Linked DNA regions of Pan troglodytes: region 2 is linked to region 1. The links are chromatin contacts, called in public HiChIP or PLAC-seq maps. All regions are on one chromosome and are shown on one strand. Each heading gives the region's core, a stretch centred on a gene start, on an enhancer-like site or on the middle of the called end of the contact. The rest is flanking DNA. Distances are from core to core; before and after follow the strand shown.

Region 1 (6,958 bases), core at 1,482-3,981:
AGACACTGATAATCTAGGAGGGAAGAGAGATTCCTGTACAATCACAGAGATAATGTAGAACGACAAAGCTTTGGGGCAAGTTTGTCCTGCCTAGGAATTTGGAGGCATTTTTTATTTCAAACAAGCCTGCAGGTAAATCCAGATGTGGACCAGTAGTGACGGGTACTTCCTAACAAAACAAGACCTACAAAAAAGAGAATCAAAGAGGATCTACAGTGATGGGTTTAATCAATAAAAAGCTCATAAATTTAGAGCTTAAATGAACCAGCTGAATTTCTGCTAAGACAGCATTACATGTCCCAGGCCACAAAATCTATTTCCTCTAACATGACAATAGCTAACATTTATTGGGCACTTACCATGCATCAGGAGCTGTTTAACTGTGATATGCATGAAACTCATGTAACTCTACCATAACAATCCTATGACATTAGTGCTTGTCCCCATTTTATAGATGAGAGAACAGGCAGAGGTTTATTTTCCAGGGTTGGCTGAGTGCTACAGCCAAGATCTGAACCAAAGCAGTGTGGTTACAGGGCCCATGGTCTTAATCATTAGGTGAGACTTCCTAACACACTTTGTGGTTACAGATGAAAGCCCTGGACATGACCACTTTGGCTGCACCGGAAGCATCCTTCCAGAGTGGTGCTCTGTGCCACATTCCCCTATGTGCCACCAGCAGTAATAAAATATAATAAAAACAATCAAATAAACACAGCACAGACAGAAGCAGACCTCTGCCCAGGTAACTTCCACCACAATTCCCTTACCAAAGACTTCTTTCCTTATTTTGCTAAGATTAACAACTGATTTTTCAGTACTATGCCAACAACATTTCTTCTCAAGCTTTGCTGTCAATTCCATTGTGACCCACAGTTTAATTTAAAACCAATGTTGATTCACTGAGCTAGTAATTTTATTCGGTAGTAGGTGAATTACTCCATAGTTGAGTGTGAATAACCGCCTGGTTAAATCAGGGCGGGTTTCTTAGAGGTGATACACTTACCGTTGAGCACAACTTTACTCTTTAATTATCGTGTACATTCCCATTTCCCTCCAAACACCTCAGTCCCTCTCCACACAGTGTTTACTTCTTTGGTCCTAGGGACAGCAAGAAACATTTTATAATAAAAGAGCACATGCTAATGTGTTTACTAGATATGACACTGCTGTGCAAAACTGTTCTTTTATGGCTGCACTGAAAGCATGCTAAGTTTACTGAATTCTTATTAAGTGTCCTAAGTAACAGAAATAGAAACTAGGTCTGGCCTGAAAATACCACTCACTTAAGTTAGAATTTATGTGCGCTCCTCTAGGTCCGCTATTGTAGTATCACTGCAAAACAATAATACTTTATCTCTGCACTTGTCTTTATTGCATTAATATTAAATAGAAAAAAATCCGACTGCACAGGGGAAAAAACCTAAAACCTTAACATGCATGAACATTAACAGTGACTGAAACATGATTAAAGCTAACACATTTAGCAGAAAAACGCAATCCCCAAACAAGCTCTGCGGCCCGCCTACTGAAATGCACCCGCCCGCCACTTAATGAAAATGCGCCTCAAGCTCATACACATCCTTATGTTAAGACAGTATGCACTCGATGTACTACAAATAAATTGTTTTCACGGAAATGATTCCCCGAAAGTTTGCTGCTAAACTCAGGACCCTAAGGACGTTTGCTTAGGGAATCCGTGTCCCTCGAGAACACCTAAGATGGGTATGCGTTTGTGCATTTAAAAATGCCTCAAGGAACTAACTATTGCTGAGGAACAGAAACCATCGCCGGCGCAGAAGCGTTCGCGGACCACTTGGAGATAGATGCCAGTACAGCAATTCTGTTCCAGGAGGCTTCGGCTTAAGAGGGCCGGGGAGGAGGAGAACCCTCGGGAAATAGCAAAAAAAAAAAGATTTTTCTTTTTCACTCCAGCGACAGGAAAGCCTTAAAAACATAAGCAGCTCTCATACCCACCCGCCTCACCAGCCGCGCCTCGCAGTTCGACAAAATGCGTCCTAGCCTTCGCCACTCGCGACCTCTACCGCGCAGAGCCAGGCAATGAGGGAAAACAGCCAGCGAGGCCCGCCCTCCGGTGCAAGGCTCGGCATCCGCGGAGGCCCAGGGCCGGCCCCGGTGCGGCGGGCAGAAGCAAGCGCGGCTGCCCGGCCCAGCTCCGGTGGGCGGACGGCGGGACGCGCGAGCCGGCGGGGCCCGAGGCCCGGGTTCCGGGGCCGCCCGCGACTGCGTCTTTGCCGCAGAACAAAAGCGCTCTGCGCCGCGCGCAGGCCCGGACCGCGAGCGCCTCTGGCTCCCGGCTCCCGGCCCCCGCCCCGCCCGGACCCCGGAAGGCAGAGGGACCTCGGGGTGCTCGTCTCACACTTACCGACAAAGGGAAGAGGACCACCCCAGCAAGCAGGGAGAAAACCGGCGGCCTCCCGGGCCCCAGAGTTTAAGTCAAGTGGGGTCCGCCTCCAGGGGCGGGTCGAGGAGCCAGGCCCAGGATCCAGGAACAGCTAGGCTCCGCCTCACGCCCGAGGCGGTGGCTGCGAGGGCCGCGCCGCCGCGGTCCTAGTGCCACCAGAGAAGCCGCGGACCCGGCCCGCAGATAACACCCAGGCTTGCAGAGCGCTTTCATCTGCCCGACGCGGAAATATCCTGCAGCGATCTTCTACCTTCAACGTGCATCCGCAGCACCCAGAGGGCATGTTAAAGAGAGATTGAGAACCACCAGCAAAACTGCTGATTCAGTAGGTTTGGGGTGGGGCTGAAAAATGTGCATTTCTAACAAGTTCATGAGACCGACTGTTGCTGCTGGCCTCAGGACCAATTTTTTCTATAAAGCGCATGGAAGTCAGAGTGCACCCAAGAGATTGTTAACCCTTAAAAAACAGAAAGAAAAAAAAAGAAATCAACAAGTTAGAGGCAAATAAGTGTGAAAGAAAGTGGATAGTCTATTTGGGGATTCTGAAAGTCCCTGAGGAAAGTTGACTTTGGAGACCAGATCACGAAGCACGACCTCTTAATTGCCGACCTTTTGTTATAGATTAACTCCCTTATTTTCTTATTCCCAGCTCAGACCAGATGGCATCTGAGATAAAATACGCCTTGAATAAGATAAATGACCGCTTGACTATTACATCCTTAATGTGGAATGTTAAATAGACCCTTCCCAAAAAGAAACACTGCCTTGAACCAATCAAATTGCTATGCGTTAACCTTCTATGGAAAATGTTGACATCCTGTTAAGCTTCCCAGACCCTGCCTGTGTAAACGACCCTCAAACTTCTCCCTTTCGAAGCACTGACCCCCATCTTTTGGAGTCTGTGTCCTACCAGGTCGCCATCCTCAAACTTTGCACTCAAATAAACCAATATTTAATCATATTGCCCGAATCTCATTATTAAGGTTTACGTAAGCGTTTACTTAGTAATGAAGGTTGCAACCAGGATGGCAAATCAGAGATTGTGCCACTGGAGAGGGGCAAGGGAGCTTATGTTTATAGGAATTTATTTGTTACATAAATTGTCAGATTACTTCATTGGTGAATTAAACGAAGAAGTCTTTAGTCATTACTAGAAGGGTGCGTTTGCGTCTGTCAGAAACAAAACAAAAAAACTACATACAGAATATTCTTTCTTTTTGGGGGGGGGGGACGGAGTCACGCTCTGTCGCCCAGGGTGGAGTGCAGTGGCGCGATCTCGGCTCACTGCAAGCTCCACCTCCCAGATTCACGCCATTCTCCTGCCTCAGCCTCCCAAGTAGCTGGGACTACAGGCGCCCGCCACCATGCCCGGCTAATTTTTTGTATTTTAGTAGAGACGGGGTTTCACCATGTTAGCCAGGATCGTCTCGATCTCCTGACCTCTTGATCCGCCCGCCTTAGCCTCCCAAAGTGCTGGGATTACAGGCATGAGCCACCGCGCCCGGCCAGAATATTCTTAAAGATTGGGGGTGGCCAGGTGTGGTGGCTCAGGCCTGTAATCCCAGCACTTTGTGTCACGCGCGTCCGTGTGAAGAGACCACCAAACAAGCTTTGCGTGAGCAACAAGACTGTTTATTTCACCTGGGTGCAGGCGGGCTGAGTCCGAAAAGAGAGTCAGCAAAGGGTGGTGGGATTATCTTTAATTCTTATAGGTTTTGGGAGAGGCTCCGCGGAGCAATGTTTTGCGGGCAGGGGGTGGATCTCACAAAGTACATTCTCAAGGGTGGGGAGAATTACAAAGAACCTTCTTAAGGGTGGGGGAGATTACAAAGAACCTTCTTAAGGGTGGGGGAGATTACAAAATACATTGATCTGTTGGGATGGGGCAGAAACAAATCACAATGGTGGAATGTCATCAGTTAAGGCTATTTTCGCTTCTTTTGTGGATCTTCAGTTGCTTCAGGCCATCTGGATGTATACGAGCAGGTCACAGGGGATATGATGGCTTAGCTTGGGCTCAGAGGCCTGACAGTTTGGGAGGCTGAGGTGGGTGAATCACTTGAAATCAGGAGTTTGAGACCAACGTGACCAACATGGTGAAACCCTGTTTCTACTAAAAATATAAAAATTAGCCAGGCCTGGTTGTGGGCACCTGTAATTCTCAGCTACTCGGGAGGCTGAGGCGGGAGAATTGCTTAAACCCAGGAAGCAGAGGTTGCAGTGAGCCGAGATCATGCCACTGCACTCCAGCGTGGGCCACAGAGAGAGTCTGTCTCATGAAACAAAACAAACAAAAAAAGATTGGGGATCAGGCGTGGTGGCTTATGCTTGTAATCCCAGCACTTTGGGGAGGATCACTTGAGGCCAGGAGTTCGAGAGAGCAGCCTTGCCAACATGGTGAACCCAATCTCTACAAAAAATATACAAAAAACAAAAAAAAATTAGCCAGGAGTGGTGGCATGCACCTGTAGTCCCAGCTACTTGGGAGGCTGAGATGGGGGGATCACTTGAGCTTGGGAGGCAGAGGTTGCAGTGAGCCAAGATTGAGCCACTGAACTCCGGCCTGGGTGACAGAGTAAGAGCCTGTCTCGGAAAATAATAATAATAATAATAATAATAATAATAATAATAATATTGAGACCAGCTTTCTTGGGTTGTGTGTTGTTGCAAAAACGGTTGTGTTAGATATGAATTCTAAATTTCTCTTCAAAGAATCGATATGTCAGTATGGTCAATTCTTTGCCTTCTACTTTTAAACTTAACTTCCTCGTAAAGCAACCTGTTTCCATCACCTGCTCCACCCTGACTCATTTCAATCACCTGCTCCACCCTGACTCATTCCGATTACCAGCTCCACCCTGACTCATTCCGATTTCCTGCCCCGCCTTAACCATTTTTCCTGCCAAACCGCCCACCCCATCACTCTCTTTAAATTAGCCAGTCAGAATTAGTTTAGCCTGTGCGGTCTAACCCTAGCCAACAGGGGAAGGACACAGCAGCAGAGGCCACGTGCATCAGGAATAAGAACCCCTTCCCCTCCCTTGCCCAGGTGTGAGCTCACCATTGCTCCATCTGTGAGGGCGCACCCGTCTATAGAAGTACATTGCCGCCGGGCGCGGTGGGTCACGCCTGTAATCCCAGTACTTTGGGAGGCCGAGGCAGGCGGATCATGAGCTCAGGAGATCAAGACCATCATGGCTAACACTAAAAAATACAAAAAATTAGCTGGGCGTGGTGGCAGGTGCCTGTAGTCCCAGCTACTCCGGAGGCTGAGGCAGGAGAATGGCATGAACCCGGGAGGCGGAGCTTGCAGTGAGCCAAGATTGCACCACGCACTCCAGCCTGGGCGACAGAGCAAGACTCTGTCTCAAAAAAAAAAAAAAAAAAAAAAAAAAAAAGAAGTACATTGCCTTGCTGAGAATTAAAAAGAAAATTTATATTCCAGTGCTATTTCTTTTGCAACACCAAAACTTTATTTATAACAGTTGTTTGTGAAGGAAATATTTTTCACAGTTTCTTCGTGGGCCTCAAAGTTTAGCAGCAGCTCAGCATGGAGTCAATAGCCCAAGATGAAGTCACTGATATCAAGCCTGGAAAATCGCTAAGCTGCATAAGGAGACTTTTTTTTTTCACGCTATTGTAGTAAGGACAACATCCATTAATGCAGAGGAATCTTTTCAAAGAAAATGAAATAGACTTAGGGTTTTTATAGGAGGAAGTAAACAAGGAAATCTTGTCTGAATGATTAAGTGATGAGAAAGGGCAGAGGTGGTTAGTTAGTGCTTGTGACATAAGAGGGCAGACTATTCCTTTGCGCTTGAGGTTTGTTGGTTTTGGTTTTTAATTTTTGTAGTCTTCAGTATCTCCTATATCCACCACCATCACCACCTCCTCCATATGGATCTACATAATCTTTTCCACCATAATCTCCCCTCCCACCATCATCTCCTCTGCCTTAGAAACCTCCTTTACCACCTCCATCCCACCTCCTCCCTCTCCCCCACCACTTTCCCATCCTCCTCTACCCCAGCCAACTCTTCCACCTCCACCCCCACAGCCTCTTCTACTACCACCTCTACCTCCACAACCACCACCCCAACCACCCCTTCCGCCACTGCCTTCTTGTCTCTTTTGCCAAGGGGGCATTTCAGAGGGTGGTGGTTCAATTTCATTTGGCCAGCCTCCCCTGTCAGGCACCCTTCCCATCAGCACCTTATTAATGGCACATGCCATCATCTGGCTGGCTCCACCGCTTGTCCTAATGATCTTGGATAGATTATCATGAGCAGCAAGTAGATGCACCATTATAATCGCTGTCTTGGGTGACAAAGCATAACACTGAGGCTGGTAAATTCTTGCTGTGTCATCTTTTCTTACCTTGGCTGTATCACACCGTGCAACGGACTGTATTGCCGCATCTAATTGTTTCATAACATTCGCTAGAGGCACTCATGTTCACAGGAAAGAGCATCATTGACTCTTTCCAGTTGTTCTGCCTGTTTCAAAGTTAAATTAATTTTCAGCAGAGTGGTT
Region 2 (6,341 bases), core at 2,055-4,554, 310 kb after region 1:
TTTGCCGGTTTCTGTTTTGTTTTGTTTTTGAGACAGGCCAGGCGAGAGTGCAGTGGCAGGATCACAGCTTACAGCCTCAGCCTCCCAAAGTACTGAGACTACAGGCATGAGCCACCACGCCTAGCATTGCTCTGGTTTTTTGTAGAGGTTGGAGGGAACTGAAAACAGCAAAGATCTGTAGCGCCTTAAAGGTTTCATTAGGGTAGTACCTAGACAGGGCTTGGCCTCCTGGCCAGTAGATTGCCCAGTAAGGATCACTGTGGGGCCACAGGTCAGCTCTCTCCCACCAGAATTTGCATCTGGGGGTCAAAAGCCGCAACTGGATTTCAGGGGTGAGGCTACCACTGCTGGTGACTTCAGTGTTCTCCTCCAGGAAAGCCTTTATCTCAGGGTCCAAAAAGCTTCCAGCTCCTCTCCAGGGACACTGGCCACAGGGAAACAAGAGAAGACCACTGCTTCGTAGAGCCTGCAAGAGGAGACCACAGTGGTTCCTGTGTGCTTTCCAACCTAGACTCAAAGCCATCAGTCCTTTCCCCAAACACAGGTTCTGTCAATGTTCTGTTGATAATGGCTGCTTCTCAAGGAGAATGAACAAGGGTGTGTCTCCCAACTTGATCTCAACCGGAACCTCTGACTCTGAAAAAAAAAAAAAAAGTAATACTGAGAATTCTGAGGAAGAGCAACATTTCTAGATCCTATTACATAATAAGAAAATATTGGCCGGGCGCGGTGGCTCACGCCTGTAATCCCTGCACTTTGGGAGGCCAAGGCGGGTGGATCACGAGGTCAGGTGTTCAAGACCAGTGTGGCCATCATGGTGAAACCCTGTCTCTACTAAAAATACAAAAAATTACCCAGGCGTGGTGGCAGGTACCTGTAATCTCACTACTTGAGAATTGCTTGAACCCGGGAGGCGGAGGTTGCAGTGTGCCGAGATCGCACCATTGCATTCCAGCCTGGGCAACAAGAGCAAAACTCCGTCTCATAAAAAAAAAAAAAAGAAATAAAATATTACAGTGTATATTACTGTATCTGATGATTCACATGTGCAAGTTCATTTCAGATGAAAGCTTTGGTGCATCAATTGGGAAAATCCAATCTTTTTAAATGATACTTTTCACAAGAGAATCCTTTTAGTAATTTAACACAACAAATATACAAGCATTTGATTTTGAAAGAATCCTCAAGAAAATGCCTCTTACAGGAAATCAGCCATACAGTCATCCTTCAGTATCCTCAAGTGATTGGTTCCGGTATCCCCTGCTTCCAGGATACCACAATCAGAGGATACTCAAGTCCCTTATATAAAATGGCATCATATTTGTATATAAACTAGGCATATGCTGTGGTATACTTTACTTTAAATCATCTCTGGATGACTCATAATACTTAATACAATGTAAATGCTATATAAGTAGTTGTTACACTATTTTTGTGTTATTTTTATTGTTGTAATTTTATATTGCTATATTGTTATATTGTGGGCCAACTGTACCTTTAAAGTTCTTTCATAAATTTAACAAAGTAGGCATGCTTGGTAACTGTGAACAAAATAACAAAAGTCTTCTGTCTTCAGGAAGCTTATATTCTAGTGGTGGGATAAAGCAGTTAACAGGGCAAACACAGTTTTTGCCTTTATGAAGTCTAGCCAAGAGTTCTGGGGGTTAATGAATTTATAATTGTCTGTGGGCAGAGATATATTAATACAAATTATATTGACTACTCTATTTCATTAAAGATTGTTGTATCATAAAACAATGCAATCAAGATTCAGGTTTTTTCCTTTAAAAGTACTGTATGCATTTAATTGTAATAAAAAAACATCAACTCCTAAATCTCTTTCTGTAAAAGTATCTGATGGTTCGATTTTACCAAGCCTAAACCGAAAAGATTTGCTCCAACAGAAAAACACCTGTGCAATTGATCACTAAGATTTGTTTAAAAATATATATATATAGAAAAACACCCGGATTAGAATAAATGAGAATGAGGAACAACTTAAACACAACTTAAACACCCAGTTGTTTGGGGACCTCGGATCTCTTCTGCATAAATGTTTTAAATGGTCTTAAATCCACTAAAGTATTTAGGGGTCAAAAATCCAAATCCCCACAAGGGGCTGGACATCATAAATGAGTGATGCAGGCTGGCTGTAAAATAACAGAGGGGCTGTGGCAAGCTGGAGACTGTTTTCAAACAGTTCAAAAAGGCTAGGCAGGACATGCTGCCAGATCCTCCGATTTCTCAAAATCATCAAAAAAATCTAGATATTGACACATTAGCTTCCACCTTTTTTTTTTTTTTTTTTTTTTTTTTGAGACAGAGTCTCTGTTGCCCAGGCTGGAGTGCAGTGGCGTGATCTCGGCTCACTGCAACCTCCGACTCCCAGGTTCAAGCGATTCTCCTACCTCAGCCTCCCGAGTCCTGGGATTACAGGGGCGTGCCACCACGCCCGGCTAATTTTTGTATTTTTTTTTTTTTTTTTTTTTTTTAGTAGAGACGAGGTTTCGCCATGTTGGCCAGACTGGTCTGGAACTCCTGACCTGAAGCGATCCTCCTGCCTCGACCTCCCAAAGTGCTGGGATTACAGGCGCGAGCCACCACGCCCGGCCAGCTTCGGCTTGTAAACATCAGCAACTCATTCAAATATCAAAACACAGGGCAGGCCAAAATGCATGTCAGGTCATACATAGCCTGTGAACTCAGCGTAGACTTCCAGTGGGTGTTAGTTACCCCACATCAGTGTCCTGGGATCGTAGGGGTCTCTCAGGGCCTGATATCCCACTAGACTAATTGTTAAGCAGTACTAGGCTGTCACTTGAATCACACAACGCAGCCTAAGTTTAAAGGTAACGCAGAGCAAATAGAGATTATTTGGGATTTGGACCCCATGTCATTTAGATCGGCGCTTCCCTCTCCCGTCCCAGCACCGATGAGGCATGGGTTATGAAGTATGTGACTGTGGTGACCACTTGGTATTTTTCTTAATGAGAAGGAGAGCTGATGGGATGAAAATAGTTACGTTCCAGAACGGGTAGACGGCGGCGTCATTTTCCTCCAGAGGCGGGGTGGAGTCGATCTTAAAGGGGCAGGCACCGTCCTCCTTGTCTCCTTACCTAGCTTTGCTGACACCGCCCTCGGAAGTAAAGCACAGGGCTCGCCTGTCACTCGCCCTGGCGACTCTTCCCGCTCATGCTTTACATTTCCGGGGTCCCGCTACCCAAACTGAGCCACGCTCTAGCAGAGCGCCGCGGCCCGGCAGGGGGCGGGATGGACGGCGGCCCCTCGCGGCCCCGCCCTTTTTCCCAGCAGCCCTTTCTTTCTCCTCCACTTTCTTAAAGGGACAGAAGCGCGAAACCAAAGGGCGCCCTGACCTCACCTGGAAAATAAGGGAACGTTAAATCTGTGTGCAATGTTTGTAGAATTTTGATTCCTAAAAAGTTCATTCTGAAACTATGCAACACCTACTATGTGCCAGTCGCACTTCCAGGCACCGGGCATGGAGTGGTGAGCAAAATAGACACCGTATATTAAAAAAAAAAAAAAAAAAACACAGTATAAGCCCTCTGTGCTGCCTACATTCAACTGCGATTAAATCATAATGAATGTCCTTTCTTTTCTAATAATTCATAAATTCACTATCAATTTATTTGCAGCCTATATCACTCGAGTCTGGATCTACATATATCCACCTTTCAACTGGACCCACATCCCACTGGCCCCTCAACTCAACGCTCAAAGTTAACTCACCATCTGACCTGACAACAATTAAAACCTGCTCTGGCGTGCTAGAGGGGGGAAAACGGTCCAAAACTAAGAAACAGGAAAATCGTGTTTCTGCATTTTAGTTTGCAGTTTGAGAAATGCACTGGCACCTGCCTGTTCAAAATTAGAATTTGTCGCTTGGGTTCTGCGCTCCTGCCATAGGTGTGACAGCTTTCTGTCTTTCCATGTAAACTGGAATCTTTAGGAACTACTACAAGGAAAGGAAACTTTGTGGTTCCAGTCAACAGCCCCAGATGCAGCCTTATCATTTCCTTCTTAGTTGAATGGTGTATTTGCTACATTCTTGTTGATAAGCTATACACCTTGCATTTCACAGTATTCAGTATTCTGCCTTAGATTTCCTGTGTAATAACTGATATAATGTGTTTATGAACTGCATTCATCCACTTATGAGCTGCTTTTTTCTTAATTAGTTGCTGATGTAAACGCTTGTTTTCTCAACTATAACTTTTCATTACCACACACTCTCCGATTCTCCTGCTAGCAGTGAACATTGATCCATGTTCAAGATCAATTTCTATAAGAAATATTGTTTTTAACCAGCTTCTGTGTTCTATCCCAATTAATAGTTTGAACATCCCAGTCACTGCCCAAGAAACCAGAACGAACAGGCTAACCTAACATTTTTACAAAAGAGGGTTGGTTCCTGGAAAAAAGCTTGGTAGTCATCACTGAAGATGCATTCAATAATGTTTGGATAACTCATTCAAAACTTGCAACTTGGCTGAAGGGACTGCAACATGCCTTTCCTGTCCCATAATGGTTTTAAAACTGGTCCAGTTCTTTCTATCCCTCCTGCCATTGCCTTAGTTTGGCATTATAATGGCTTGCCTGGGTTCCTATAACTTGTCTATCTCTAATTCTGCCTTCCTTAAAACTATTCTTTTTTTTTTTTTTTTTTTTTTTTGAGATGAAGTCTTCCTCCGTCGCCCAGGCTGGAGTGCAGTGGCATGATCTCGGCTCACTGTAACCTCTGCCTCCTGGGTTCAAGCCATTCTCCTGCCTCAGCTTCCCCAGTAGCTGGGATTATAGGCGCACACCACCACACCCAGCTAATTTTTGTGTCTTTAGTAGAGACGGGGTTTCATCATGTTGGTCAGGCTGGTGTCCAACTTTTGACCTCGTGATCCGCCCACCTCGGCCTCCCAAAGTGCTGGGATTACAGGTGTGAGCCACTGCGACCGGCCAAGATTATTCTTTATATTGCAGCTTAAATGATTTTTTTCTGAAACTTAGATTCCATAGTCTAGAAAAGGCCTGCCCTTCCTGTAGTCCCAGACAAAGCATGAAAAACAGGGATATATGGATTTTCTTTTCTGTTGTTTGGTGTTGATGCATTGTAATGTCTTAATAGAAAGGACCGTCTAGATTTTAACAAAATTGACCCACATACATCCAGGCAGACTTGTGAACTGATAACAATTTGAGCTGTTGTCTATCCTTGTGATTTTTTTACTTTAAATACCTGCCCTACATTTTTGTTTACAAAGCCAGTTCTCTAATAATTGGTCCCTCTTGCAGGTGCTAGTAAAAAATTCTATTCCCTACACAACTTTGTCTTTAAGGGTTTTTCGGTTTTTCAACAAGTTATTCAATTACACTTATTAACTGTATGATCTTGGACACATTGCTAAACCTTCTTAATAATCAGTTTCTTCATCTGTAAAATAGTGATGATAATAATAATGTTTTAGGAAGATTTAATAAGATAAAAGCACATCTTGTTTAGCCCAGTTCCTGGCATGTAGTAAATGCTTGCTAAGTGTGCTATTACAGTGATGATCATTATTAGAAACACAGAGATAGTGTTGATGAGCAGCAGATCGGGTTTTCAGTTAAAGGTGAGAGGATCAAACTTGAATTTTAGAAAAATGTTTTATGCTGCAGGTAGCAAAGAGTTAAAGCGGGGGCAAGACTGAAGACAAGGAAACTGCCATTGGAGGATATTATGGTAATCCAAGCAAACAATAATGGAGACAGAACTAAGGTAACTGCAATAGGGATGGAAAGAATTGGAACATTTGAAAATGATTAAGGATGAGCTATTAGCAGGACTTGGAGACTAATTAAATACACTCGTTTAACCGTAATGCTAGCCAATCTAAGGGCAAGATGGTTTCTCTTGCTCCACTCGATTGGCCTGTGCTGTTCATCAGCAGGCTATCTGTGTTCTCCCTTGCTTAAAACCTGCTCTAGCTCCCCAGACCTTCAATGGTACAGCCGGATTCCTGACCACAGCTTTCCTGGCCCATGCTGATCAGTCCCAACTTAACCTATCCTGCCTCTTTTCAAAACACTCCTCTTCTCCCCTCTCTGCTGCAATTTGTTTTCCTCCCACAGCGCCTTGTTCTCTCATCCCTAGGCCTTGTTGAAGACAGAAAGCTGCCACTGCTAACCGCTCCTCACTGTCCAAAGCACCTACTCGTCCTTCAGAACTCAGTTCAACGTTAAGGTCCTCTGAAAAGCCTTCCCCAACACGCCAGCCTACACGCTAATCTTCCTATTTTCTTAGCTTCCTATGGGCATGTACAACAAGCATATCAAGCAGAACCGTC

Evidence for each region. HiChIP or PLAC-seq counts read pairs in DNA pulled down with a chosen protein or histone mark.
Region 2: a contact with region 1 is called in an H3K4me3 HiChIP or PLAC-seq map of stem cell-derived excitatory neurons, with 7 times the contacts expected there. The contact joins the promoter of ETFBKMT here to the promoter of RESF1 in region 1. A contact is called at or near these places in 1 of 7 Hi-C or Micro-C datasets (blood) and 1 of 1 datasets of contacts at active chromatin or transcription factors (stem cell-derived excitatory neurons).

Annotation. Positions count from the first base shown.
Region 1 is chr10:63,531,548-63,538,505 of NHGRI_mPanTro3-v2.0_pri, forward strand. RESF1 (retroelement silencing factor 1) reads right to left here and starts at 2,732. Exons shown (of 6, transcript XR_001708042.4): 1 at 2,387-2,732; 2 at 1,007-1,101. It also overlaps the pseudogene LOC100612657.
Region 2 is chr10:63,845,710-63,852,050 of NHGRI_mPanTro3-v2.0_pri, forward strand. It overlaps ETFBKMT (electron transfer flavoprotein subunit beta lysine methyltransferase), which reads right to left and starts at 3,305. Exons shown (of 4, transcript XM_001137083.6): 1 at 3,117-3,305; 2 at 210-636. The coding sequence starts at 523.